2 separate regions of the Zea mays genome follow, and region 1 is linked to region 2. The links are chromatin contacts, called in public Hi-C maps. All regions are on one chromosome and are shown on one strand. Each heading gives the region's core, a stretch centred on a gene start, on an enhancer-like site or on the middle of the called end of the contact. The rest is flanking DNA. Distances are from core to core; before and after follow the strand shown. Region 1 has its middle 96 kb from the start of LOC100381588. Region 2 holds the start of LOC100193159.

What was found. Hi-C and Micro-C count contacts between places; a contact is called where the count stands out from the background.
Region 1: a contact with region 2 is called in a Hi-C map of leaf, with 4 times the contacts expected there. The contact joins the enhancer-like site here to the promoter of LOC100193159 in region 2. A contact is called at or near these places in 2 of 25 Hi-C or Micro-C datasets (both in leaf).

What each region holds. Positions count from the first base shown.
Region 1 is chr1:245,933,563-245,940,272 of Zm-B73-REFERENCE-NAM-5.0, forward strand. No RefSeq gene overlaps it. Among protein-coding and RNA genes, the nearest start is that of LOC100381588, 96 kb to the right of the region's middle. Within about 2 kb of position 3,384, at least 18 of the 20 cell types and tissues checked have an H3K27ac peak or open chromatin away from gene starts, as enhancers often do. A contact at or near this core is called in leaf, where this site is marked.
Region 2 is chr1:245,658,769-245,666,366 of Zm-B73-REFERENCE-NAM-5.0, forward strand. LOC100193159 reads right to left here and starts at 2,739. Exons shown (of 7, transcript NR_153803.1): 1 at 2,527-2,739; 2 at 2,053-2,416; 3 at 1,111-1,197; 4 at 655-767; 5 at 292-568; 6 at 143-189; 7 at 1-55.

The DNA.
Region 1 (6,710 bases), core at 2,134-4,633, 280 kb after region 2:
GGCGGTGAACACTGCCGTGCATCTCCTGAACCGGGTACCGACGAAGGCAGTAGAAGGCAAGACTCCATTCGAGGCATGGTACGGGAAGAAGCCGGCAGTACACCACCTGAAGACCTTCAGGTGCATTGTCTATGTTAAGAATACGACACCGCACCTGAAGAAGATGGAGGATCGTGGCCGCAAGATGATTTTCGTCGGGTACGAGCGCGGGTCTAAGGCATATCGAGCCTACGATCCGGCCACTAAGCGCGTGCACGTGACGCGCGACGTGGTCTTTGATGAGTCCGCCCAGTGGGACTGGTCAGAGGGAGCTAAGACCGGCACTGGCGCGGATCATGGCGGCGACGACACGTTCACCATCCAATTTCAGGTGGTGGCGGGGCCAGGAGGTGCCCAGGCGGGGGCACCGGTGGCTGCTTTGCAGCATATGACGCCACTAGGAACACCAGGGGAGGCCGGAGTAGCTTCTCCGGGTGTGCAGTTCGCCACACCACCTGCTGCGTTAGACGAAGACCTGGACGCCGACCACGACGACAACGCACCACTGCGGTTCCGAACAGTGGAGGACGTCACCGGAGCTGCGTCGCCACCTGGGTACGCCGTGCGCGTACTGTACAACGAGCAACTCTTTGCAGTGAGTGCGGAGGAGCCTGGGTCGCTTGCACATGCTGGGCAAGACCCGTGCTGGCGACGAGCGATGGAGGAGGAACTGCGCGCCATAGAGGACAACCACACTTGGACACTCACTGAGTTGCCATCTGGGCAGCGAGCCATTGGGCTCAAGTGGGTATTCAAGGTCAAGAAAGATGAACACGGTGCCGTGGTACGGCACAAGGCACGACTTGTCGCAAAAGGCTACGCTCAGCGCCAAGGAATCGACTACGATGAGGTGTTTGCACCGGTCGCTCGCTTGGAAGCGGTGCGGCTGCTACTAGCGTTGGCAGCGCAGGAGGGATGGCAAGTCCATCACATGGACGTCAAGACGGCGTTCTTGAACGGCGACCTCCAGGAGGAGGTGTATGTGCAGCAAGCGCCTGGATTTGCTCAACCAGGACAGAAACACAAGGTATACCGACTACACAAAGCTCTTTATGGTTTGCATCAAGCTCCCCGTGCCTGGAATCAAAAACTGGATGAAAAAATGGGTGTTCTGGGGTTCACTAGATGTCCATCTGAGCATGCTATTTACTGTCGAGGAGAAGGTGCAGAGAGACTAGTTGTAGGTGTCTATGTAGATGATCTAGTGATCACAGGCACTAGCAGCAGCAACATCCAGACTTTCAAGGCTGAAATGACCAAGGTATTTAAGATGAGTGATCTTGGTTTACTATCATATTACTTGGGCATTGAAGTGAAGCAGGATGAGCTGGGAATTACCCTTTCTCAAGAGAGGTATGCTAATAAGATACTAGATCTAAGTGGTTTTGCAGACTGCAACTCGTGTGATGTACCAATGCAGGCAAAGCTGAAGCTGAGCAGGAAGGATGACAGCCCCTGTGTAGATGCAACAGAATACAGGAGCTTGGTGGGAAAATTGAGGTATCTGGTCAATACCCGACCTGATTTGGCTTTTTCAGTTGGGTATGTGAGTAGATTTATGGAGGAGCCCCACATGGAGCATTTTGCAGCTGTGAAGCAGATTCTCAGATACATAGCTGGAACAAGGAGTTGGGGCCTTTTCTACCCTAGGAAGAATGAAAAGAAAACTGAATTGTTGGGCTTCAGTGACAGTGACCTTGCCGGTGATTTGGATGAGAGGAAGAGCACAACTGGAGTCCTTTTCTTCCTAGGCAACAGTCCAATTAGCTGGCAATCAACAAAGCAAAAGGTAGTGGCATTATCAAGCTGTGAGGCTGAATATATATCAGCTGCTACTGCTGCTTGTCAGGCTGTTTGGCTAGCTCGGCTGCTAGCTGAAATTACAGATTCAGTTGTGAGCAAGCCGGTGTTAAGGGTAGACAACAAGTCTGCCATTTCTTTGATAAAAAATCCAGTGCATCATGACCGGTCAAAACATATTGATACAAGATTCCATTTGATCCGGGAGTATGCAAATTCAGGCCAAATTGAAGTGAGGTTCATCAGGACAGAGGATCAGCTTGGAGACATCCTAACAAAGCCTCTCGGCAAACTGAAGTTCAGAGAACTCTGCTCCAAAATTGGCATTCAGTCTCTGTAGGTAAATCAGTGCACAAGTCTTAGGAGGAGATTTGTCAAATAATACTTGTGCCTGTAGTTAGTTTGTCAGTTAGCGTCACATTGTTATAGGAGCTTTCTGTTAGCCATGCACAAAGGGAGAGCCTGGTCGTGCGATCGTGTGCGCAGTCCGCACGACCGGCGCGTCGCACGCTGAGACTGAGGTGAGTGGGATGGCACTCAACGATGAGGGGCATGGCGTGCAAATCAGGGTAATCGTGCCCCACATTTCTTTTTCCTTTCTTTAAGCGGTAAACTGTCGGGTTGTAATCTCATGGTCTGTACACGTCTCTATATATACAGAGAAATAGAGTCAGAAAAGCTGTTGGTTGTTCACAGCACCAAATCAGAGTGTGCCTACTTGTGTTCGTGTGTGTGTGCGTGAGTCTTTTCTGTGACCAGCAGGGTGAGCTCGCCGGCAACTGGAGGTTGCTTCTCCGGCGAGGTCTGACAACGTAGCTGTGCTGACGTGTGAAGGATGACCTTTTTTTTATCCACTCTTTGCAATCGATCTTTTTTGTTTACAGTGAGGCAACGGGGTAGGAAGCGCACCATAGTCGGATGAATGAAGAAGAGAAGAGAAGAGAAGAGAATCTGTTGCATGGAATAGCCGGGTGTTGGAAAGACAATCAAAACTGGGCAAGTGTTGTACCACCATCCGGTTGCTTGCTGTATTTTTTTAGAGGTGAGTGGATTTGGCTGCTGTAACGTTTGTGGATGGAAATTTGGAATTAGGTTGCCCAGCGTCGCATCATCTGGTATGCTTGTTCGTGCCCTCCATGGAATTGATTGATTCATGGCAAATGTGCTGCCAGTGCCAGTGCTGTGGGCGAGGGTGGGTTTCTCATCGTCGCTGGGCCTTGTGGGCTGAATGTGACAGGAATTGGGCGGGTGTGTACTGTATTATTGGACGGGGATGCTGGAAATGGCCCTCGCGCCTCGGCCTGGTGAGCTACATGGCCATGTTCCCTAGGGTAGGCTTTCCATTAGTAGCAAGCATGATGCGATGATTGCGTGCTACTCTTTTCCCTGCTGTTGTTGGTGCTGGCTCCCGATCACGACATGCTCAATGTCTCCGCGGCCGAAAGGAAAGGGCCGGGTACGGTGGTCGAGGGGTAGGGAGGGCCCCAACAGGAAGGCGTAGATCATATAGATAGATGGAATGGACGCGTGGGGGGCCGGCCGGGCCTAGTCGCTGCTGCGAGTGCAAGCAAGGCAGATTGGGGTGGTCCATGGTGCCCGCTCTACACTGCACTGCATGCATGTGCGACGAAAGGGTGGGATTGGGAATGACAGCAGGGAATGGAAGGGGAAGGAAGGCAAAGGTACCGAGGTTGAAGAAGCTAAGAAGGCTGCAGTGCAGAGGGGGGCCAGGCCAGTGGCGGTATCATCACGACGAAACCAAGGTAAAAGCAGGAGCGGGGCCCAGCCGGATCGTTAGTTGCAGTCATCTGTACGTATCAGTGGGCACTGGGCAGTGGCCGATCCAATCCGATCCGATCCACTAGATGACTAGAGAGCTACTAGTAGTCTCTCGCTCTATCGCCATCTGTGATCTGTACCTTTCGCTTCCGCCGCGCCTAGGTGTCGGCGCATTCCATTGAGTTTATGTCCAACTAGGAAACGGGGTTAAACTCTCTTCGTTTCTTAGCATCTCTAACGGCTCGCCGATACTGTATATATCCCTAGTCACCACTAACCAAATCTTTTTTTTAATTATTGGGACTGATGTTGCAGGATATTATCAACATTCTACTTTGCAAGAAAAATGGAGCGAGATCCACTTAACTATAAAGTTTTAGTGTTTGATGATCAATGTAACCATTTAGAGCAATATTATTTGATAGTATTTTTTGGCTATTTTTTAAATGGTGCAAGATGACAATGTGTACCCAAAACCTCAATACTCGACGCGTTTTACCTGACATAAAGGTGGGTATGAGATGATTTCTTTATCCATGGGTATGCTAATGGCCAATAATCTCGACGGTATGTGTACGAGTCGGTACTACCCATACCCTTATACCCACGAGTAAAATATACCCGCATCATACCACTATTATCATATATTAAAGCTTATATTAGCTAAAAGAAAATCCTTGTTCGACTGTAGTTTATTAAATTACAAGTTATGTAATCATATAGTTTATTATATTTGAAGTTGAACTTATTTTTATATGTTTGTTTCACATTTTAAGTGACTGTAATATTAGAATCTGGGACTTTCCTAGTGGGTATAGGTTACCCGATGGGTAAAATTACCCGTGTGGGGTATGGGTATGGGTACAGGTAAGATTCAATACCCGCGAACGTATAGGGTAACCTGACAAGTACAATTTTGTTTGAGGGTATGTGTATGGAATGCTACTACCCGACGAGTATATACCCATTGCCATCTCTAGGTGCAACATAGACTTGGACGAGGAGATGCGATGATCGAGAAGATCAACACATCAAGTAGATGTCAGAAAACTCATGGAAGACCTACAAAGATCATTGCAAGAGTCCAAGACATAACATGAAAGAATGTCATACAAAGAGACGAGAAGAAATTAATAAAAACAATCTATTTAGCAGCACTGGATGTCTCCAGTGAGGCACCGAATAGGAGTTGTACTATGCTAAAGAAAGGGCTACAAAAACATAGTACATCAGACGTCGCATCAGACATGACACTAGATATAACACTTAGATAAGGTATGTAGCGTGTTTGAGGAGGTCCATAAGGCACTAGACATGTCCAGTGTACCATGGAATACTCCACTGGATAGGGTACTTAAGAGGTTGCATAGCAACCCAAGAAGGTGTATAATGCCTGGACGTGCCCGGTGTAGCACCAGCCATGACATCAAATGTATTTACTCAAACAATTAGCAATGGCTAGTTTCAATAGTTAGCTGATGTGGACATGCATCGACATATCAGTCGAGTGCATCGTAGTGTCCGACAAGTATGCAAAAAATCTTGCATTGCTTCCAACGACTTGTTTTGGACATGGAGGCTATATATGCCACCCCATTTGACCATTTGAGATGTGTGAGAGCTAAGAAATATCGCTAGAGTTGAGACTCCATTCCTATAGTTCTATACACCACGTGCTCAAAGACCACTCGGTGATTATGTATGCGCTTTGTAAATTGCTTAGATTAGTTGGATCGCTCTATTAGCACTTGCTCTAGGTTTTTCCTAGTGATTAGAAGTGAGGAATAGACAACGCCTACCCCTTGACGCTTGCATGCACCATTATATCCCATGATGCCTTTGCACATGTTATTTTAGTTGTACCAAATGTGGCTTGTAAGTTTTGCGAGATTGCACTGTCTATGTTTATGGTGTGGCTGCCACCTAACAAGGTCCGTAATGTTTTAGTCGAAAACTCTATACTAGAGACGATTGACAACATCTGGGAGGGGCCAAAACTGAAGCACCACATGCGTGTGAAGAAGGCCTAGGGCTACTCATGGATTTACCTAACTAGAGCTTGGCTCTCGCATGGGCATTCTTTTGCATGGGGCTCCAATAAGGATTAGGGGAAAAGCTTGCACGCTTCTCGATAACTCGGTAAAAATAATGGCACATCAACGAGATTTTGTATCTCTATTGCTTTTAATCTTTTGTATTTATAGTGTATTACCTTGATTGTGTGTTTTACCTTCTTGGCTTAGCTATAGGCTAGTGAATAGGTTTAAACCTAGGTTGCATAACTCATTGGGGTAGATATATCAACACTTAGTCAAACCATAGTTGCACATAAGATAACATGGTTTTTTGCATAGGTTTTGATAAGGAGAAAAAATTGTGGCCATACATTAGAGAGAAATTAAATTGCCGAATTCACCCTCCTGTTAGGTGTCACTATTCCTATACATCCTCTAACATAGAGGACCCACACGTTAGGTTATGATTTTTTTTCATTTTCTCCCCGCCCCACATGGCCACACTGTGCCATATGTGGCTTGACCATGGACATGGACTTGGTGCCCCTTCTCTCCACCCCTTCTCGCTCTAGCCATGGCTAGCACCCCCTTCTCTCCACCCCCTCTCTACCATGGGTGCTACCCACAAGATCATTCACACGACCATTGCTCCCATGGTGTCCTAGCACAACTTGTATGTTGGTACCCATCGAGTCACTTCTCGACCATGGATGATCTCCCACATCATGTCATGTAATAAATCTTCTCTCGAGCTTAGCAGATGTGTTGAGCCACATCATGGATATCCTAGAGGCTAGAACTGAGCTAGCATGTTGAAGTCGATGTAGAGTTCCTCCTCACTGTGGTAGTATCAGTATGTTAGTCATAATGCTATGGATGAAGGTTTGGACGACATTAGTGGTCATGACTCAATGTTCATGCAGAAGATGAGGAGGTACTATCGCCACACCATGACTCTAGGGTACCATAGATACCCGAGAGAGAAATAAAGATAGATAGATAGATAGAGAGAGAGAGTTAATGGATAGAGCGAGGGATGTAGGCTAGAGGCACTGAGTACTTACTAGCTACTAGCAA
Region 2 (7,598 bases), core at 1,489-3,988:
GGATAGAGTCCGAATGTAGATGCTTCAGTTCTTGGCACTGAGACACATTCTCCACCTGTACAATGCCAAATTTTTTTGCACTCTGAATAAGTTCAGATGCTCATCGGGTACATATAAAATGATTCATCAATCATTATTTCACCTTGTCCAGATTATGTAGCTCACTATCTTGTATGCCATGCAAGTAGTCTGGAAAGAGAGAGAGAGAAAATATAAGGGACAATGAAAACACTTGAATAAAAATGGTTAATTGGCTATCCCATTAGAAAACAACTGCAAGATCTATCTAACCTGTATAAGCCTGATCCTTAAATATCAACAGGCTGCACGGCATCAGCATAAGTGATGAAGATGAAGGATCAGATTCATTTGTGGCTCCACGTTCTTGTGATCCAGAGCCGTTGTTCTCTGTCTCAGCTGGCGAAGGCAACTCATGGGCCAGTAAGTCCTGTGGATCAGTGTCCTGCTGCTCTTTAAGCTTTTGATGGGGTGTGAAATTAATCACGACAGGTGAAGCAAGAGATATGATAGCAACGACAGGGTAGTAGGCAGGACCATCTTGGTGTGGCTGGAAGGCACAAAGTCATTGTTTGTAAGGGTGATGCTTAATATGTAAACAGAGGAACAAACAATAGAGGTCTGTCGATTGCAAACCATGATCCCTTGGTTAGGATGATACTCATTTATCAGCACGTGATTGATTGCAGAAGGAAATAAACCAGTCCACTGGCAGATTCTGTCGGTTATCCTTGTTAGCCATGAAGGCACTGCAGCAGTACATGCTGTGAAGCTCAATTTGATGCTAAATTTGATATGTACTTGAGTATAGTGTATAAAAGCACGCATACTGAAATGCAACTAGTAGGCATGTTAGCCACCAAACAAGAAATGTATCACTGTTGCGTTCGGTACAGACATCAATTACAATAAGATCATGGCATAGCAGGCACTCAAAAAATCAATCTCTCTGTTGTGCTAGATTCAGTATTTTCAGAAGGTAGAAAAACAAGTAATAGTGTTCTCAATGTTACAATCTGCTAACTGAAACAATTAAAGAAGGATCATAAATACTTTATCCTAGACTGACCCAAAAATACCACAAAAACATACCATTCTTTGTTTTTCTAACTTGAAGGGAGTAAACCTCTCTGAATCCCTATCCAATATTCGAACAAACATCCAGCCTTGACTGACTTCCTAATCATTATGAAGACCTTTGGGTAAGCTTCATGTTCTGAGGCACTTAAAGCTGGATACAAGACAAGCAAGGTGATAACTAATAATCTCAACCTCGAAGTGCCTCAATTTTTCTAAAACAAGCGGAAGACAGCTATGATGGTTCACAAGATGAAGCCCTTGAGAGTGTTACTTGCTATGAAAGCTTAAGCTAACAAGTAAGCTAGACAAGCTATTTTTTCTCGAACACGTAGGAGAACTATACATCATTATATTAAGAGAAAAGGAAGAGTCTAAGCTAGACAAACCAAAGATTACTAACTAACACAGCCACCTTCTGGTGGCCAAAAACACCAATACACAAAAGGATCCATGAATCTAGATAAAAAACAGATCAACCATCTAAACTCAACTAAAGACCGAGAATAGGGGTAGTTCGAAGGATAGCTCCATAGCCCCTACTAGCCCCCAAACATCCTTCTCTTGATTAGCTTTTTTGAGTCACATTCAGGTTTGGAGCCTGCCTATCAAAAATACAGTTATTTTAGTGCTTCCATAGAGTCCAGGCTCCAAGGATAATTAGGGAATTCAGCCCCTGCTTAGCTACACCACTAACTTGGCTGATGGCTCATAACCACCAATCCATGAAGCTGCCATCATGATATTAATAACTGGTTTATGATGATCATCATGTGGGACTTGTGATTTGTACAAAAATTACAACACATCTTCCTAATAACCAAGTGGCATCTGCTGTTGAAGCAGCAACTCAATAGTGTTAGTTATCCTATCCAGTAAAAGTGCCAACTACTTGGTGAGCTTCCCACAGTTCTACTGGCAATCACATTGTAGGAAAATTTTATTCTTCAAGCATACCTACTACTCTTTGAATTTGAACTTGAATTTTCACAAGATAAGACATTTGAAACCAAGCACATTGGAACCAAAATTAGATTACGGGCCAAACTTCAGTTATGCAACGCTATGCCTGATCTTCAGTTTGATTCACAAAACCAAGCTAAAATTTGCAAGCTTTTATGAGCACACTCACAGGCCTGCGGCAGGAGCCCCTTCTCATGCACCACTCCTCCTGCTCAATCCGACACCGTGTCAAGGAAAGGAGGAAGCTAAAGCAATCTCCAAGCCAAAACCACCAAGTGCGAAGAAGACAAAGAGTACCCCAGTTTTGTAGCCTCCGGTTCTTGAGGGTTTTCCACTTGGGCGCCGGTGCCTGGTAAATCTGCGCCGAAGAAGTCACCGCCGCCGCGTCAAAATACAGTGGGATCGAGAGAGAAAGAAACAAAAACGAATAAAAGGAGACGAGATTTGCCGATTTGATGCGTGCAGTACATGGTGGAGGAGCTGTGATTGCTCGGAGTGGGAGATGAAGTCGGGGACATAGAATAGGGTGGGGATGGCCCCGACGGTGTAGTCGGCGAGGCTTCTCAAGGCCAACGCCGTGGGGGGGCTCTCCTGCTCCCCGGCGGCTGCCGTGTGTTGGGTCGTCGTGTGCTCCATTGCTGTTGCTGGTGCTGGCGGATGCAGTTCGAGGTTACTTGAGGGGTCGTCGTGTGGCGTGGGCCACAGGTAGGCGTTGCATTTGACTAACAGTTAGGATCAGACCACCCCCAGCCCAACTTGAGAGCACGGCCCATCCCATCTCAATTCCCAATACAGTTATTAGTTAGGAAAAGATCCAAATTACTTCCCTCGTCTATTAACATTGTTCACATAATCCTTAAAAGTATTTTTAGTACATTTTTTACCTTCACTTTTTTTAGTTGATTCAATTTACCCTTTAACAAAATTTGTCTTTTTTCATTTTATGTACAAACTGAGTTTTATATTCAAATTCTGTTGGCTATTAGCTAATAGCATAATTTAGTCTAAAAATATAATATATATTGTATAATTATTTTGATAGGTTAGAGATCAGATAATATAATAACATTATTGGTACAAAACTAAATATAAAATAATGATAAAATTTCTTAATATATTTCCTAAAATAATGATGAAAAATTATCCAATTAAAAGTTAAATTTCAAGTTCATAATTTCTGAGGTGATTGAAGACACCATAATAGAAAATGTATTAAAAAATTCATAATTATTTTATATTTAGTTTTGTACTAATAATGTTATTATCTTATCTGATTCCTATCAAAATAATTATAAAAATTTATAATATATTTTGATGGCTAAATTATGATATTAGTTACTAACCAACAAAAAATAAATTGAAAACTTAGTTTGTACATAAAGAAATAAAAAATATAAATTTTGTAAAGGTGTAAATTGAACCAACTCAATGGAGTGGTGGGGTAAATTAAACGAAAAATATTTTTTCCTATTAGTTATTATTAATCGACATTCGCTTTCGTCTTTGCCGCCAAATCACCGGCCCAACATGAGACACGGGGCATCATATCACTATTGCGAGCGAGTCCTCACCAAAGGTCCTCAGAACTAATAAACCCTAGTTGTTTCCAAGTTTGATATCAGGAATAAAAAATCAAACTTCAGTCAAAAGCCTCCATGGACTGAAGGAGGAGGCAGGGTGAACCAGATTAAGCATCCTAGAATGACCCAAGCTCAACTTCAGTGTTGTGGAAGCGAAGGAGAGGAAAGACATACATGACACGCTCGTGGGAAAAAACAAGATTGCCCTAATTATGTTTTGTATATCATATGTATAGCAATCAAGGGTGTTGATGTATTTTCATATGAAGGTGTGTACGTATGGATGAAAACAGTCGGTAAACACTAAAACCGTTATTGTTATCATATTTTTATCGGGAATGAAATCAGAAACGGTAACTCTAGAAACGGAAACGGTATCGGTATTGGAAACATCGAAAACGAAAGTTCGGTATGGAAAATACACTCGTAACGATCGAAATTTAAAATACAATTAGTAAATATATCAATATAAAAATATCTCAGTATAACAAGTTCACAATACGACAAAGTTTACGAAGATCACAAAGACCATAAATTCACAATTCACAATATAACAAGTTCGCAATATAACACGTTCATAAAGATCACAAATTCATAATATAACAAATTCACAAGTTCGCAATATAACATGTTCACAAAGATCACAAATACATAATATAACAAGTTCACAATATATCGAGTTCACAAAAAACACAAATGTCACAAGTTCACAACATATAGTATGTGGTGGACGGGCAACTACACCTCCTACCCGATGAAGCCATCTTACAGAAGGTGTAATAGCTCTGGTTTGATATCTGCAGGATATAGAACCACGATGTTATCTAGCAACATCGTATATAGGCTTGTCGGGTATCGTAATTAGGGGTACCCAAATTATGCCCCTAAACATGCTTAACACCTAGACTACCAAAAGACACATTCCCTGAGGGCAAGAAAGGATAAGCCACGATTCGCCCAAGACCCCACTAGACGGTCGCTCGAAACTCCGCCTCACCCGAGCCTGTCCTCGGACAAAGGCAGCGCTCGAGGAAATACTCGCCTCGCCTGAGGTCCCCTCTCCGCGGAACAGGGGTTTCCGCCTCACCCGAGCCAGTCTCGGACAGAAGGACAACCCTGAGTCGAGCCTTAGTCAAAGGTCATGGGAACTGCAGGGACGTGAGCATTCAATGCGAATACCTACCCCATGTGACACCATAGTCGAATGTGAGCGATAGAACCGCGGTCCTTTCCACTTTCAGCGACTACAATGACGCATGCCTGGGAATAACAGCTACTGCTCCCCCACGCCGTCTGCCGAGTTCAAACAACTCCAGATGGGACGTGCGTATGGCAGAGCACAGTCTCACCCTCAGGAGGGAACTCCGCCTCACCCAAAGTCGGCCTCGACCTCGGAGAAAACTCTGCCTCGCTCAAGCTCGGCCTCGGTCAACTGCCCCCTATGAATCCTGCAGGAGGCCACTCCTTGAATTGTTCCCTGCACGGCTGCATGTCCTAGAGTAGGCTTGGCCATGACCTCGGGAAGACTTTCTTCTCGCCCGAGCGTGGCTTCGGCCTTGATAGTATTGACAAAAGGATGCCCAACGTAACCAGAAGCTACATAGCCGACGTCAAGATACTAAGTGCTTTTTGCCATACTTATCACTGTTTCAACCACTACGACTAGGACAATATGTTCTCCAGACAAGCTCTGGTACGCGATTGAGCCCCAGACCTTGCCCTCGGCTCTCTGCTCGGTCAAAGATGCAAATACAGGGACCAGATGTCCTCCTCCTAGCTCAAATCAATAGCAGGTACAAAGGCCATACCAAAGTCCATACCGGCTACAGGGGCTCGGACACATCTTAGCTCCCATACGTGACAAACCACGGCGCTCTGGGAGCCCTCCTTGAGGTTATAAATAGAGGAGCCCAAGGCTTCACCCAGTTGATCATTTGTCAGGTGGATAAGTTCATCTACAACTACTATAAGTCGACTGTCTCGACAGGAGAAGCTTTTTGGAAAAACACCTATGCGCGGACCGTCCGGGCCCTTGCGGCGAACCGTCCGCGACACCAGGGTGAGCCTCGGACAAGAACACTGCAAAAACACAAGTTAATACTACGGACCATCTGAAGGAGAAGCGAGCACCGTCCGAGACCAAGCGCGGATCGTCCAGCCTCAGACGTGGACCGTCCGGTTGTTGAAAAACCAAAAAACCCGAAGGTGACGGGTTCGGTAAAATGCATTTTAGCGTCCTCGCAGACCGTCTGAGGTGCACGGCCAGACCATCCACGACTACTTTATTTGACATCTGACGACGCATTAAATGCACAATAGCCGTTGATATAGCCGTTACTGCTGATCGTTGCGATTCCAGCCGTTGATGTGCAGGGGCGGACCGTCCGGACAGGGGGCGCGGATCGTCCGCGGTCGGCAGAAAAGGAGCAACGACTAGAAAGTGGTTGGAGGCTATAAATACATCCCCAACCACCTCCATTCACTTGATCCAAGCACTCTACTCATTCACATTCAACACAAGAGCTAGCAATCCATTCCAAGACACATTCAAAGCTTCCAATCTCTCCAAGCCCCACAATTAAGACAAGTGATCATTAGTGCTTAGTGACTTGAGAGAAGTGATCCGTGTGTTATTTGTCGCTCTTGTTTCTTGGTTTTCATAATTGTGCTTTCTTCATCTCTTTCTCAACTTTTTTAGTGAATTGTAAAGCAAGCAAGAGACACCTAATTGTGTGGTGATCCTTGAGGGGTCTTAGTGACCCGTGTGATTAAGTAGAAGCACTCAACCGGTCTAAGTGACCGATTGAGAGAGGAAAAGGGTTGGAATAGACCAGGCCTTTGTGGCCTCCTCAATAGGGACTAGGTTCTTTGAAACCGAACCTCGGGAAACAAATCACCATGTTCATTTGTGTTGATCTTCATCACTCGATTTGTTTCTCCTCTCTCTCTAAAGTTCTCTTGCTCACATCGTTTTGAGTTTGCTCCCAAAGTTATCCGCATTAATTGAGCAGCTCATTGCAAGAGAAACTATCTTTCGCACTCCAAATTATTTCTAACACTAATCCCGGGTATAGTGCGTGTTCAAAGTTTATAATTTTCAGGTTTCGCCTATTCACCCCCCTTTAGGCGACTTTCACTCTGGCTCCTCCCCCTGCAGCATGGGGGGGCCCACCAGATCTCCCTCCCATGGGTCGAGTGATGCCAGCTTCGCTGGCTCCCCCATCTACAGGTCAGGAGACGCCATCTTCGCCGACTCCTCCTGTGGATTGGGATGCGCCAGCTTCGCCGACTCACCCTCCTACGGACCAGGAGGTGCCGTGTAACACCCCAGGTGTTACCATGGCTAGAGCACACCTTGCCACTAAGGACTGTGGATTATATGGGGTAAAGGCTTAGGGCAACACATAAGAACTTGGAGATCAAGTGCTAATAAAGTTGCCAATGACATAAGGAGCATTACTCTAAATCCTTGCTCACTTACTACCTTGGATAAGAGGGGAGAAGGACCCTAGACCTCTCCTAAACCCTATCTCCCAAAACCCTAGGTAAGAGGGGAAAGAGAGTGAACAGGTGTGCAAAGCATGAGTAGTTTTACCCAAACCTTAACTAACCTTGTAACCATCAATTAGGGGAGGGAAATATTGCAAAAAGACCCCTGGAGAGACCCCAATTCAAATCTCCAAGTGGAGAGAGAGAGCTAGAGCTCTCTATTTCCCTCTAAGTCAAATTCTAACCCTAAGTTAAAGTTCAACCGTGTTCACTTTGAAGATGGCGCCAAAACCACTTGGGTTCTATACCAAAAATGTGGTATACCACTTAAGGCACCCCCTGGAAAAAGTGGAAGCCGAGACTCGGACGTTTGACAGCTCTTGACATCAGTTTTGTCGCAATGTGGGCAGTGAGACAAGCCAGATTTGGCGCCCGTCTATCTCCTGATCTAGGGCGTATCCTCCATTGGAA